Regions from separate parts of the Mus musculus genome. Here region 2 is linked to region 1. A link is a contact called in public HiChIP or PLAC-seq data. All regions are on one chromosome and are shown on one strand. The core of a region is the stretch at or near the end of the contact, and the rest is flanking DNA. Distances in the headings are between cores, read along the strand shown.

Region 1 (7,007 bases), core at 1,581-4,080:
TCCCAGCTCGCAAGATTCAAAACAGCTAGGACAATCATAAGTCTGATAGGCCAGCCTTGGCTACAAAGAAAGACACTATCTCAAAAATAAAACCAAGCAAAAAAAAAAAATCACAAAAGAATCAGACTTCTCACTTGTCATCTTTGAAGAGAGAAGGCCAACAGACACGGGAGAATGAAAGTTTCCAGCCTAGAGGAAGCTTGCCAAATGGAGTGTACCCTCAAAAGAGCTTCCCAGAGACTTGGGTATTTCCAAGAAAAATAACTTGTAACCCACAGACTACACTAACCCTGGCTGAGTAGTAAAATCTGTGCACCTGTAGAACCCTTCCAAAACCAAGGGCCCCTAGAACTCTAACAGTAAATAGTAGGCCTTCAAGAATACACCACTGGAAGTTTTACCTTGAACTAAATGAACATCATGAAAGTGTTTTGTTTAGCCTGTGTTAAATTAAACTCATTTAACTATACTTAAAGAAAATGTGGAGGGAAATATTTCCAGGCTAGACTCTTGACTGAGCTATGATACAAAGTATGGATAAGAGGAGAATTTCAGATATGCACAGTATCCAAGCCCATTCAGTCATTCTCAGGCAACCCCCAAAGAATGCATTCTACCTAAAATTAAATGCTATCAAGAAAAGAAAGATGTGAGGGTGAAGAAATAAAGAGGATTCTTTAAATGGCGGAAGGAGATCCCAGGGGATGATGGTCCATCCAATCTAGGGGGAAATCAGTCCAAATTAGAGAACAGACTAAAAATAGAACAAATACATGGTTTGCCTCTGTTGACTCCTAATTAAAAAGGGATTCACATTTTGCTTGTATCAGCTAACTGCCGATGCAGTAAGATGAGCTCTAAAATTAGATGCTTAAAATAACAAACATTAACGTATTTCTCCCAAGTCTGAGGGTTGATTCAGTCTCTCTGCTGATCTGGGCTGGCTCAGTTGACTCATTCATGTTTATGTTGTTGATAAACTGCTTGGAGAAACACTGCCAGTCTAGGATGGTTTCATCTCGGATGCCAAGATTGTTTCCATATGTATCTCACATGCTACCAGCTGGCTTGTATAGGCCTGGCAGGGACCTAGAAAGAAAATGAATGCTTACATAGCTCCTAGTGGTCAAAGCCCAAAACTAACTTTGTATGATTCCACCATATTGTTTTGGCCAAGCCCAAACCCAAGTGCAACTTAGATTTAAAGGAGAGAGAGAGACAGAGACAGAGACTGAGAGACAGAGAGAAACAGAGAGACAGAGACACACAGAGAGATTGATTGATTCTGTCTTCCAGTGGGAAGAGCTATAAAGATACCTTCCAAAGAATGAGACAGGAGGAGACCAATTACAAGGCCTTTTAGTACAAACAGTTTATAGTGGGTGTGTTGAAAGATTTTCATGGCTTAAGGCTACCTCTGATATTTATGTTTATGTTTATGTTCATGTTTTTGTTTCAGAAACACCATTTAGGCCATAGCAGTAACATAGCATGGAAAACCATGAACAAATTCATAAATGCCATTCTATTGGAGAAGAAGGAGCAGACACACGCAAGTATGTATGTTTGGGAGTATCCAGAGCATTATAAAGATCACGAGCACTGGTGTCAGGACTAAAAGCTGGGTTTTTTAATATTGGTTCTTTCACCTACTTAGCAGTCGGATCCTGCTTACATTTCTTAAATAACTGGAGTTGTAGTTTATCACCCGAAATAAAGAGTGGGCAGGAAAAGTGTCCACGGCTAGGGTATTAGGTAAGGTTCTTAGTGTTATCTGGTGTGTTATAGGCTCTCAAAATGTTAATTTCAAGGCTGAGGAGATGGTTCATTCAATAAACCATCTGCTGTCCAGGCACGAGGGCCTACCTGAGTCCACATCTCCAACATCCAAGTAAAAAGCCACATGTGGAGGTACCCCAACCTCTGGGACCCCCAGTATAGGCAGATCTCTGGGGCTCACTGGTTAGACGGCCTGGCTTAAAGGACTTCCATGTTCAGTAAACGACCCTGTTTCAAAATCAAGGTGGAGAACAATCAGAGATGTCAAGAACCTTTGAAATCAATCTCTGGTCTTCCCATAGGTGCATACAGCCATAGGAACACATTCATACAATACAAACACGCAGACATATAGACACACACACACATATGCACACACATGCATGAGTACACAACACCTACTGACACAGACACACAAACAAACATACACACATGAATTCCTACCTGCCATGTCAACATTTATACAGTAGGTCTTTAGTTTCTTCCTTCCCCATCCCTTCTTGTTTCCTGAACTCTGACCCTAATTGTGTGGTTATTAACTTAGGGTGACTATATCCATATTATTTAAAGATCTAAGGCACCTTGTGAGGCAAGCTCATTGATTTTCACAGAAGAGCTTTTGTTTTCAAAGCAAGACCTAAGAGCAAGGAGTCACCAAAGCAAACATCTGGTATCCTTGATGAAATATCAGCCTATCCAAGATGTGGCTACACATTAACCAAAATTGGGCACCAAGCTGTGGCTTTTGATGTCATCCTCAGGAAGTGTCTTACCCCACCTTTACTCAGATTGAGCGCACTCCCCCTTCCTAGTACCGCCTTGACCGTGTCCACCTGTCACTAACATAGTTCAATCTTATCAGTTTCCCCATTGTCCTCTCTCTTCCACTTTGGCAAACTTATTGAGAACAGGCTTTGTGTTTGTACCTCCAAACGGGAACAAACATCCCAGCTCAATTATGGCCTCCAAAGTTACTATCTAGTACTGATCACTTATGAATGTCTGTGTTTATACATTCAACTAGTGATGAAGAAATCCTTATCCCATTTTTAATGGATGAGTCAGCTAGGAACACAGAGAAGTATATTGTAGTCTCCAAACCACCCAAGTAGAAAGTGGTAGAGTTATGCTGGAGTTCTGACTTCCCCTGTCTCATTGCCTATTGTCATAAGTTTGTTAACTTGAATTTGTTGATATTAAGAGATCATTTTCAAACCTTATAAGCCAGGCCAACACTCCAGAGCTCTCTGTGGGAGTCAAAGAGTCTTCCTGAAGCATAAGTGAAGATATGTACCATGTAGGCTATATTGACGAAGGAGTTTATTTAGAAACCTATAAACACCTCCTAGATGCTGTATTTATTGGAAGAAGGAGGATCAGGTCATGTGGAAGTGTGGGGAGTTGTGCCATGGTGGCCCACGCAAAGGGTCATAGAGTTAGGAAGTCTGATCCAGCACCCTGGCCTCGGGCCCCACTTCTTGCCTCTGCTGACATCTAGTCTTCAACACCAGTAGTTTGTTTGCTTGTTAGGGCTCCCCATCTCCCGCCCCTTCCATCCCACCCTCCTCAGGCTTCCAGACTGCTGACCTCATCACGTGGTGACTGCTGTTTTCCAGCAGCTTCATCCAAACCACTTCCTCCATCCTCACCCCCGGAGGAGAAATGGCAAAAACTCCAGGAAAAGCAGCTAACATCTAGTTTTAGCATGACCGTCTTTAAAGTCAGACCCTGGGTTCAAACCCAACTTTGCCATACTTTGTTTACTGATGTGTATCTTAAGTAATTTAGCAATGATGTGTCTTCATTTTCTCATCTGTAAGATGGGAATAGTCATTTCTATCAGAAAGATATCTGGGAAATTGAATGAGACAAAAAGACAAAATTTGATAGGAGCATATGGCTTTTCTGTTTCTCATTCCTCACACCAGAAGTGCTGACACCCTAGTCTTCTCACCCAGATACTCAAATAGCTATTAGAGAGGAAACAGGGACCTCTCTTGTTTTCTGGGGAGTGTGGAAGTAGGCAGGTATGTTACTGCTTTTTATTTTATTTTATTTTATTTTATTTTATTTTATTTTATTTTATTTTATTTTATTTCACAAAGGCCTTGCCAGAACTTGGTGTCCTCTAGATGTAGAGAGGAGAGAACGGCTACCCATTCCAGGGCCCAGCCTCCTCAGAATCTAGGCAGACAATTTGGAATTTATCTGCTTAGAAGTGGGGAGGCAGGTTTTGAGCAGTTGGAGACCTGAAGGAAATTCAGATTTCTGATGAAGTCAGTGGAGTTCTTGAGAGCTTTGCTTTTTTACTTTCTCCCTCCTATCACTTGAAGTCTCCTCAAGAAATAGAGAATATCCAGAAAAAGATGTCAGAAAGATAAAAGGAGAAGGGTGAAAAGAAGAAAGGGATCAAAACAGTTATCCAGGAGCACTCAGATAACGGTTGTTTATTAAGTCTCATCTGTGAACACAGTAGCCACATAAATCACAGTAGCTGTAAAGCAGTGGGTTTTAAAAAACAAATTTCTAGACTAGCTGCTCTTGGCTTCTCTTCTAACTGTTTGAAGCCAAGGTTTGGGAAACCACTGAAGCTCAGAAATACAAAGCCCGAGTTGCAAAGCCACTAGTGATGCTGGAGTCTCTCTCAGTGCTGGAGCTTCTCTGAATCAGAAAAAAAATCCCTGATACCTGGGTTCATGTACCTCCTAGAAACTGTCATTTCTTTGTGGCTTTAGGCCAACTTGTTGGCTATTTCTGGCCTGTTGATAATGTGCCCTCTAGTGGAAATCCCAGAAACCTCTCTTTGATCTTTGTGGAAGTTGAATGCTATTTGATTTCAATCCTGAATCCTCAAGGCAAATCTAGAAAGAAGAAGGAAGGTGAACGTGGGGATCCTTTCACTAAAGGCTTGTGTGGAGAAGCAGTGTTTCTGGGTAGTCTGGGCTCAAGCATTCAGATAGTGTTCCATCTTCTGGTTTAGTCAGCATCTTGTATTTGAAAAGGATTCACAGATCATGGGGGAAAGGAGACAGTAAGCTCCAGCATGACCATCATTTGCCCCCTATCTGCTAATTTCTAGACATTTTCTGGTCTATTTGGAGACATCCTTATCCGAGGAGTACAAAGAAGAGTAGTCAAGTGACTTTTCTGAGGAAGATACAAAGAAAGATTTTGACCTGTGACTGATGACCCTGGGCACTGGTTATCTTTCAGGCACTGTCTTAGACATAGTGCATACCAAACTTGAGTTTCTTTCAGTAGATACAGACAATAGAATGTGGTTTACAGAGTTATGAGGACAAAACACATTGATGTCTTAAAGGTCTCAGAATATTGTCTAGCAAGGAGCACTCTGTAAGCACACACATTAAAGTGAGAAAAGTAAAGCAAGACACTGAGCACCTGAGATAAAGCTCCATTTATCCTCATCCTACAGATAGGAAGAGCCAGGCACAGCAAGCATGGCCACTCCACTAGAAAGGGGCAGGGCTGAGCTCTGCATGAACAGCCTGGGACAGAAAACATTCTTTGAACTCCTACATCACTTTGTTTTTATTTGAACACATCAAATCCTCTTTGTGAGGGTTGGTGTGAGGGTGCAGTTGTGTAGGGGGTACATGTAGAGTCTAGAAGTTAGCCTTAGGTGTTGTTCTTCGGGACACCATCCATTTGGGGGTTTTGTTAATGTTGTTGGTTTGTATGTTGTTTCATTTTGTTTTGACGCACGGTGTCTTACTGGCTTGGAGCTCAGTGATTCAGCTAGGCTGGCTAGCTAACAAACCCCAGTGATCCACCATGCTCGACCTTTTATAGTTTTTACTGAGTTCTGGGGATGAGACTCAGGCCCTCGTGCTTGCACAGCAGCAAGCATCTTGACCAATTGAATTCTCTCCCCATCCCTTTAACTAACAAACCAGCCCTCTCAACAGAAGTATTTTCATTGTACTTCCCAAAGAAAGTTGGTGTCAACTCTAATAAACCATTAAACAAATTTCAAGGTGATCAAAATAGATAAAAATGACTCTAAAACAAGATTTGCTCATTAGACAAACAGGTGAATTATAAGTGGGTGGTCTGATTTCACTCCTGTTGCTGGGATAAAATACCTTGGTGAAAAAAAAAACAACTTAGGAAAGAAAGGGTTTACTTTGGTTTACAAATCTAGATTACAGTCCATTGTTGTAAGAAAAGTCAGGGAAGAAACTCAAACATCTAGAAAAAATGCATCTACAGTCAAGACAGAGATAAATTGATGCATATATTCTTGCTAATTTACTTGGGTTTGCTACTGTCATACAGTTTAGGATCCCCTGCCTAGGGAATGATGCCTCCCATAGTGAACTAGATCTTTTCACATCAATTGACTTAATTAAGTTAATCCTCCATATATAGTCCCAGAGGCTCACCCAATGTGGAGAATCCTTCATTGAGACTTTATTCCCAGTGATTCCAGGTTGTGTCAAGTTGATAGTTAAGGCTAGCATTCACAGTGTAGTACAGATAACATGTTAAGTTGTATTTGAGGATCTGATCAACACTCTGCTAGATTAGGCTCTATGTTTTCACTTACAATTATCCTTGTGGAAAGTTGAATTTGCTAGAACAAAATATAGAATCAGTCAATAAAGATATAAGATATAGCTTATTTTTATTTTAGTAGGCTCTTAAAAAGTTAACATTAAAGGTCAAAAAGTATTGGTTGACTTTATTTACAGAGTAAGATAAATAACTAATATCTACCTTCTGGAAAATTTTTTATGTCCATTTATGCACAAATGATCAATAACAAGAAACATTAGATAGAAGGAGAAGAGAAACCTAGCTCCCTGGCTCCTTCAAATTGTTTCAGGGATCTGAATAGTAATGCAGTGTCCGGATGCCTGTGGTGTACATCATAACTGAGATTTAAATAGGAGTAGATCCTTCAGACCATGTGACCAGAGGCTAGGATAATGTTACTGTGGCATCATTGGGGATTTAAGCTCAAATCATGCTCAAAGTGTTTTCTGTGCCACAAATAAATTCTAAATATTTTAGCAAGTCCAATAGTGGGTTGTACTTCAAATAATGTCATTGTGGCTGAATAGGCTGAGATATCCCACCCATCTCCAGCATCTAGAGAAATGTGTCTTAAATGTATTCCTTGGTGTATAGTAATGTCTGATAAATTAACACAGAGGCAAGATAGGGATAGTTATTTTTATTTTGCATGATAAGTTAGGTGTTAG
Region 2 (7,007 bases), core at 2,448-4,947, 500 kb before region 1:
CACAGATGTGATGGTGATAGCCACAGAGAGCTCTGTGCAAACACTCCGTGCAAACGTGAGGACAACAGTCAACCTATGACCTCCCCAAGAAACAGAAGGCCACTTTCAGGGCCTGTGAGATCATTGCAGGGTCCAGAAATCTAATCATTAACGTTCAGAACTTAAGAGGATGGTAAGACCTGTCGGGAAGATGAAGCAGGTTTCTATTCAGAGTATTTGTGTTTCTAGAGACTTTATGTACATCATATGTATGAAGTCTAGTTCCTTATTTGGCTATAACCAGGCTAATAAGTGACTGACTTTCTACCTCCTGTTAGTTATACATGGAGAGACAGACAGACAGACAGACAGACAGACAGACACACACACACACACACACAGAGAGAGAGAGAGAGAGAGAGAGAGGGAATATTTCTTGTTCCTGTTCAGCTTGTGTTAAACTTTTGTTTGTCTTTTATTACATATCACACTCAGTAGATACAGATCATCAGGAGAGAATGAGAGACAGCAATATACACAGACACACACTTGCTTTCAAAGATGAATATAGGCTTCTAGTTAGGGTCTGAAGTGTAAAGCCAGTGAGCATCTGCCTTTGTGCAAAACAAGGACATCACTGCCTTTGGCCTTGCAATGACATCGGGGCCTTGTCTGAGCCTTGGACCCCTTAAGGCTTGCTGATCTCAGACTCTCGGTTTAACAGTTAGGTCCCTCTGTTTCTTACTGTGTGTGTGTGTGTGTGTGTGTGTGTGGTGTTTGTTATGCCTGTGTGTATGCACTTGAGTGCTTGTGCACATAGAGGCCAGAGGTTGACATTTTCTTCAGTGGCTCCCCACCTTAGGTTCTGAGACAGGAACTGTCAGTGACTCAGCAGGACTAGCTGACCAGCAAGCCACAGGGAACCTTTTGTCATCCCTAGTGCTAGGATTGCAGGTGCATGCTACCGTGCCTGGCATTTTACCTGGGCACAGTGGATCCAAACGAAAGTCCTCATGTTTGTACAGTAGGCACTTTACTGAGACATCTTGCCTCAGGACTTGACTCAGAGGCTTTGTACAAGTCCGATGCCTGGCAGATTTCTATTCAGAGTATTTGTGTTTCTAGAGACCTTAGTATAGTTCCTGGTTCTATTTCCTTCTTATCTGTCTTCCAGAGAACCTTAGAAACATAGAGTGAATGATAGAAATCTGTGGTGATAATGACACTCTGCCCAATTCTTCTTCATCTACCTACCTACCTGCCTACCTAGCTAGCTAGCTACCTACCTACCAGCACTGTCTTTTTGAAATTGACTATCAGGTAAATGACTTCATCTGGAGGAGTTTCTCCATGAATGAATGCCTAGGAATCGATCTCTCTCTCTCTCTCTCTCTCTCTCTCTCTCTCTCTCTCAATCTCTCAATCTCTCTCTCTCTGCCCCCCCCCCCAAGATGGAAAGTACTGTTTTAGCTATTGTTTTTCTTTTAGAAAGGTAAGTTTAGTCCCAAGTAAAGAAAACAATCAATATTTAATACAGACCCACTAATTATAAGACACTTGGTTAGGTAATATATATTAATATATGTATACATATATATTCATATGTATATTAATATATACAGCTGTGGAGGTACGTGTGTGTATGTATATATATATATACACACACACATATATATATATATATATATATATATATATATATATATATATACACATCCACAGTGGCTGTGGCTATAAGTTGACATCCCACCTCCACCAATGCCCCAGATTGTCCCTTCTCAGGAGTGTCCATCTAGCTTATTAGAATTAGTGTAAAAGGAATGGAAGCAGAAAGAGTCTTGCCTCTTCTTGATATTAAAAGGCCCATAACTAAGAGTGGCTGGGCCTGGGCTACGGAGCCACAAATTTTAGGTATTTGTATTTGATGTTCGTACTTCAGGACTATACACACCATACCCCTTACCAGACTCTGCTGTTTCAGGTGAAGGTCACGCAAAAGTGTGGAGAAGGCTAAGGTTGCTTCCCTAGAGCCCCCCCCCCCGCCCCCCCCCCCCCCCCCGCAGCAAACACCCTATGGTGGGTGGAGTTAGGGTAGCTTGATTCATCTCTCCAGCAAAACTCCAGCTGGCTGTTCCCTGGGGCCTCTCAGATCTGGAGCTGATAGACTAATTGGGGCTAATATGATAATGGGCAGTGATGACATTTACTGTTTTTATAAGGCCCAGGGCATACATTTGCATGTCAACAGAGCCTTTGGCAGCTAGATAAGGTTGAACTGCAGGGGAGGTGGGTTTATTTGCTGGAGGTTAAAGAGCAGCTTCAGAGAGTCACCCTAAACCCTAAACATTAAGGATGCCAATACCTCCTTTAAAGACCCCTCCAAACCCACCCTTGCCTCACCTCTGTCTTTTGAACCTGGAACTTCTCTGAATTCATGGTGCTTAAACCAAGCAACAAGTACAAGAGAGCATTGAAGCTGGCTGGCTCCTGCCCCAGTCAGCAGCACAACAACCATTTGGGTTTTGTTTTTTCCATGAACTTTTGCATACACACACACACACACACACACACACACACACTTTTTTTTTTTTTTTTTTTTTTTTTTTTTGCCACAGAAGGAACTGAGTTGTGATCACAAAATCTTTTTGCCAAACTCCTTCCTGTCTTCCGACAAAGGGAGAAGAGCCTCGCCGAGTTCAACAAACCTGCCAGGGGATGCTTTGCTCATAGAAGGCTGGTGTCCAGGAAGACCCAGAAGGGAAAGTTAATGGTTAGGGGATTGTATTTTTCCTGGCCAGGGTAGTCGCTCACCTGTGCAGGTGGAGAAACATGTGGGACCCAGTGAAGCAAGAATCGGAAACTCCCTGTGCACCCTTAGCTCAGGGGGTGGGGATCTGTGAAATCCGTAGGTCCCCTCAGCAGTTCACATCTTGCTCAGACTGGCATTTGGTTTTCTCTTTTCTGGATCCTACAGGGAGGGCTGATAAGCAGTACGATGCATCGTGTAAGAGTCAAGGGGAAGGGAAGACAAGCTGGTCCTCCAGCCCTTGTCTGGCTGAGGATTGTTGCCCAAAGACATTTCACAGTGGCCCCTCCCTTCCAGGGCTGTCCGATCCTCTGAGGTGCTTACCTGGGACTGGGGAAAAGCCTCTGAAATTGTCAAGAGTCACTACAAAGAGTTGGTCATGATGCCCAGAGACAGACAGAATGGACTAGAAACTAGAAGCTCCTTCCACGCCGGGTACCTGCACAGCCAGGGCAAAGATCTTGATGACATAGCAGAGGACTAAATACGGGTTAGAAAATGAGCCGGATGTTTAAGAGCACCTCAGGCCCTCTTCCTTCATTTGCTTGACAGGGACTTGGACTTGGCTTTTCTATTCCCCCTTCCTCAGAGCATCTTTTGGGGAGCGAGATACTTTTCACCTGAAACTGCCTCTAAGCTGAAAAGTACAGTCACGACCAAATCAATTCCTCATCCATTAACAGGTCGCCTCTGTTCTTGAGACACAGGCATAACCTGGTTAGACCTGTTTTGTTTGAACACTAACGTCTGAGTTGGCCAAATGCAAATGAGCCAATGTTTGTAATCCTTTATTTTATTTTTTTAAAGGGCCGGGCAGCCAATCAGAGGAGGGGGAAGTGACTTAGGGAATTCCCGGTTGGTGGCTTATTGCTTAACATCCTACAAAATGATTTTAAATTATTGTCATATGCATTTATCTTCACTCTGATGAGAGCTCAGACGTGATAAGGCCGTGGCTCCCCATCTCGGTAGGAGCTGGTGTGATAGCTTCCTGCCTTCTTCTTCATCACCAGAGCCATAGGACTTCCCACCCAGAATCTTTAGGTAAATGAGGTAAGTCCTCGCTTTTAAACTTCTTTTGAACCTGAGATTCAAACACCTGCTCGGTGGAAAGACAAGCTGTCTTGAAGCAGACAGGTGAAAATAAACCAGAGGCAGCTGGCAGGAAGTAGAGCTTGTGTTCCCCTGGCTCCCCCACTGGGTCTTGTTAGAGTTTATCTGGGTGAGAGCAGCTGGGTTACTCCTGTGTGAGTGTTATCTGTGAATTCCCTACATTGTCTGGACTGCCAATCAGTGAGAGTCTAAAAGCCCCCGGTTTCTCTCTGCCCATGTGGTATGTATGCCAGAGCTATATCCCTGGGTTAGATTTCTCTGGGACAAAAAAAAGCAAACGGAGACAGGTGACTCTGATGTCGCTCAGTGACGAGCTGGCTGGCTAAGGGATGGTAGTGCTCAGGGTGAGCTTATGGTCTCACAGTCTAGAGGTGTCTTGACTGATATTTCTTCTGACTCAGGAGCTATAGGGAAAAGCCAATTCATCTTTAGTGTATTCCAGTTTGAGGAAATAGGTGTAGATAGGTAAAAGAATCTATATTCACAAAGGCGGCAGGAGTCAGGTGGTCAAGGTTAGGCAGGTGGTACCCTTAAAAATGATCCTAGGCAAAAAGAAAACTCAACTTAGGTAGATGATTTTTACCGTATCACAAGAGGACAGACCAACCCTTTGTTTTTCCACAATGGAATACTATGACCAGACAGGCAGACATGACTCACCAGCAACAAATGTCCTGGATGCAGGGACTCTTTTGATTTTGTTTGTACACTATGAACAAGTGTTGGTCTCAGTGTGGATAGAGCCGAGATCAGTGGGGGGATGAATCTTGTTGGTTCATGAGAGCAACGAAGTGGCAAGACCACGTTAATTTTCTTGTCTTCCTTGGGACTCTGAAATCTGCTTTGCGCGATGATACATGTTCTGGATGAAGCATAAAATTCTCAGAGTCCTCAGGTGTCTCCATTGTTTTTCCACATTGATCTCAGGGAGAATGGGGGAGTTCAGAGTCTGAGATTTCTGATGGAAACGCCAGTTGGTTCTGTGGACACTGGTGTGAGGATTTATCAAGGCAATATCTTTCAATGGATAAGGAGAAGTTAGGGATCCGGAATGGCTGGGCGCTACTTTCCTTGAGGTCCAGGGAAGAGTCAATTTCTACAGAAGAGATAAAGTTTCTTATTTCTCTTTACAGAAGAGATAAAGAGAATTTCACAGTTGAGAATGCTATTAGAATATGGAGCCATGTGGGACTAGTTTCTGCTGCATCACTGGAGAGTGGCATTTAAGAACTGTGGTGGGAGAGACTGGAGTTATTTGGAAGTTTATAACCACATTTAAACACTACCAACTATTACGAGTACCACCTCCCATGTTTCTATTTCACTGGGCAGAGACGTTGAGAGAGCAATCTTGAGGAAGCTGTGTTAGAAGTTCTGTGACCACTCATGAGACCCTTATCCAGGACCTCTTCCCATAGTTGTGGGTATGGACGTGTGCTTGACCTAGGCCTCGTTTATGCAAAAGGTCCCAGAGTCAATAACATTTTTTGTTGTTGTTGTGTGTGCTAAAAATTATATTACCTATATCCACACAAGTTTTCTGATGTTTTCCTTATTATATTATTATAATACTGTGATTTCTTATGTAAATACCTTGGGTCTTTCTAAACTTCTGATAAGCCCCACTCATACCTATGACTCCATGTTTGTGGGTACCCTCAGGGTCTCCCATTCATTGGCTGGTGTTACCTCAGTCCTCTTTCAATACCTTTGAAGGCCTGAGAAAAAAACAGAACTGAGACTTCAGCTCTGTTCTTGCTGGTATTCGCTTAGCTAGTTGGTATTATTAGCAGGTCAGAGGTAAGTGCTTTGGGGCCGTGTTCTGCTCTAAGGAAGTGGGATTTTGCTTTCCGGACCCTTACTAGGTTTTATTTCCTTCTGATATCCTCCGCTCTTTGGGGATTTGAGAACCAGGCTGTGTTCATTGTGCTTCCTTGCGTTTTTAACATGTAAGAATGTGGTTTCATATTGTATTGTCACACACAGTTTTGGAGGCTTACACGAGAGCTTGCTCAGTCTCCTCTCCCTTTGGACAGAGGCATCCCTAGGCCTTTAAAAACAGATATCGCCTCTGAAGACTTCTGGGAGGTGAAGTGGGGTGGGTACTCTAACACCAAAACAGAGCTCAACAGCACACGGGTCTCTGGAGTGAAGGAGCCTGATTTCAATGCCACCATTTTGCTGGTGTTTTAAGCTATTTCTCCTGATCAGCTGGCGCTCCTCTTCACGGAACTGAAGCTATAGACTTTTCTGTTGTGGGTGGGGCCCCGGTTGGAAGCATTGGCTTGGTGTCTCAAGACCATACACTCTGCCCCTGCTTCTGTTACTATTTAATTGAGCACAGAACTTTCATCTTGGGTAAGACAAATCTGTAGTAGGGTCACCCTCAGAGCAGTGAGGCAGGAGGCTGCCACACTGGCCAACTTTCCTTAAATTGATTCCCTACAGCTGATGGGAGAGGGTAGATAATTCATTTTATTGACATTTTTATACTTTTATAAAATGGTTTTAAGCGGTACAATTTATTCTAAGGAACAGGCATTTTGCTCTTATTAAAATTTGTGATTTTTTAAAAAAATGTTGGTCAGAATTTTAGAGGGCCAGGTACTAAGTTATGCAGGAAATTGTCAACGTCATGGAGAGAATGGTTGTTCATGATAGCTTATCTTAGGATGGGATATATTTTCTAGCCAAATGGCATCATGGTGAAGAAGCCAAGATGGTCGGCACTACACAATTCTATCAGTCTTTTATAGTCAGTTGATGAAAACTTCATTACCTTTCAGACAGGAACAAGGATTATTTCTTAGGGACCTTCCCTGAGGCTGTCTCTGTCTTTGGAGTGATCAGAGTATACAGAACAGGGAAGGTGGTTGGTGGGACAGTGCTCACCAAGGCAGTGAGGAGACCTGGCAAGGCTGTGTGGCCCAGACCAATACATTGCACATCTCTGGGTTTGAGTTTCCTCTTTTGTACATCCTGATTATTTTAAAGATATGTTTGAACTTACAGATTCTGTCAGCTATGGTGACCAAGGATGGGGGCACCACTACGTTGAGGGTTGGAAGGATTAGCGTCTATGAGAACAGAGAGAGGGGTAACAGATGCC

The links. HiChIP or PLAC-seq counts read pairs in DNA pulled down with a chosen protein or histone mark.
Region 2: an HNF4G HiChIP or PLAC-seq map of pancreatic cancer cells shows a contact between it and region 1. The contact joins the promoter of Ehf here to the enhancer-like site in region 1. A contact is called at or near these places in 3 of 39 promoter capture datasets (erythroid cells and liver), 2 of 115 datasets of contacts at active chromatin or transcription factors (embryonic stem cells and pancreatic cancer cells) and 1 of 9 other capture datasets (adipose tissue).

What each region holds. Positions count from the first base shown.
Region 1 is chr2:102,801,799-102,808,805 of GRCm38.p6, reverse strand. No RefSeq gene overlaps it. Among named protein-coding and RNA genes, the nearest start is that of Gm13872, 59 kb to the right of the region's middle. Within about 2 kb of position 2,830, at least 31 of the 459 cell types and tissues checked have an H3K27ac peak or open chromatin away from gene starts, as enhancers often do. A contact at or near this core is called in pancreatic cancer cells, where this site is marked.
Region 2 is chr2:103,299,886-103,306,892 of GRCm38.p6, reverse strand. It overlaps Ehf (ets homologous factor), which reads left to right and starts at 3,697. Exons shown (of 9, transcript NM_007914.3): 1 at 3,697-3,838.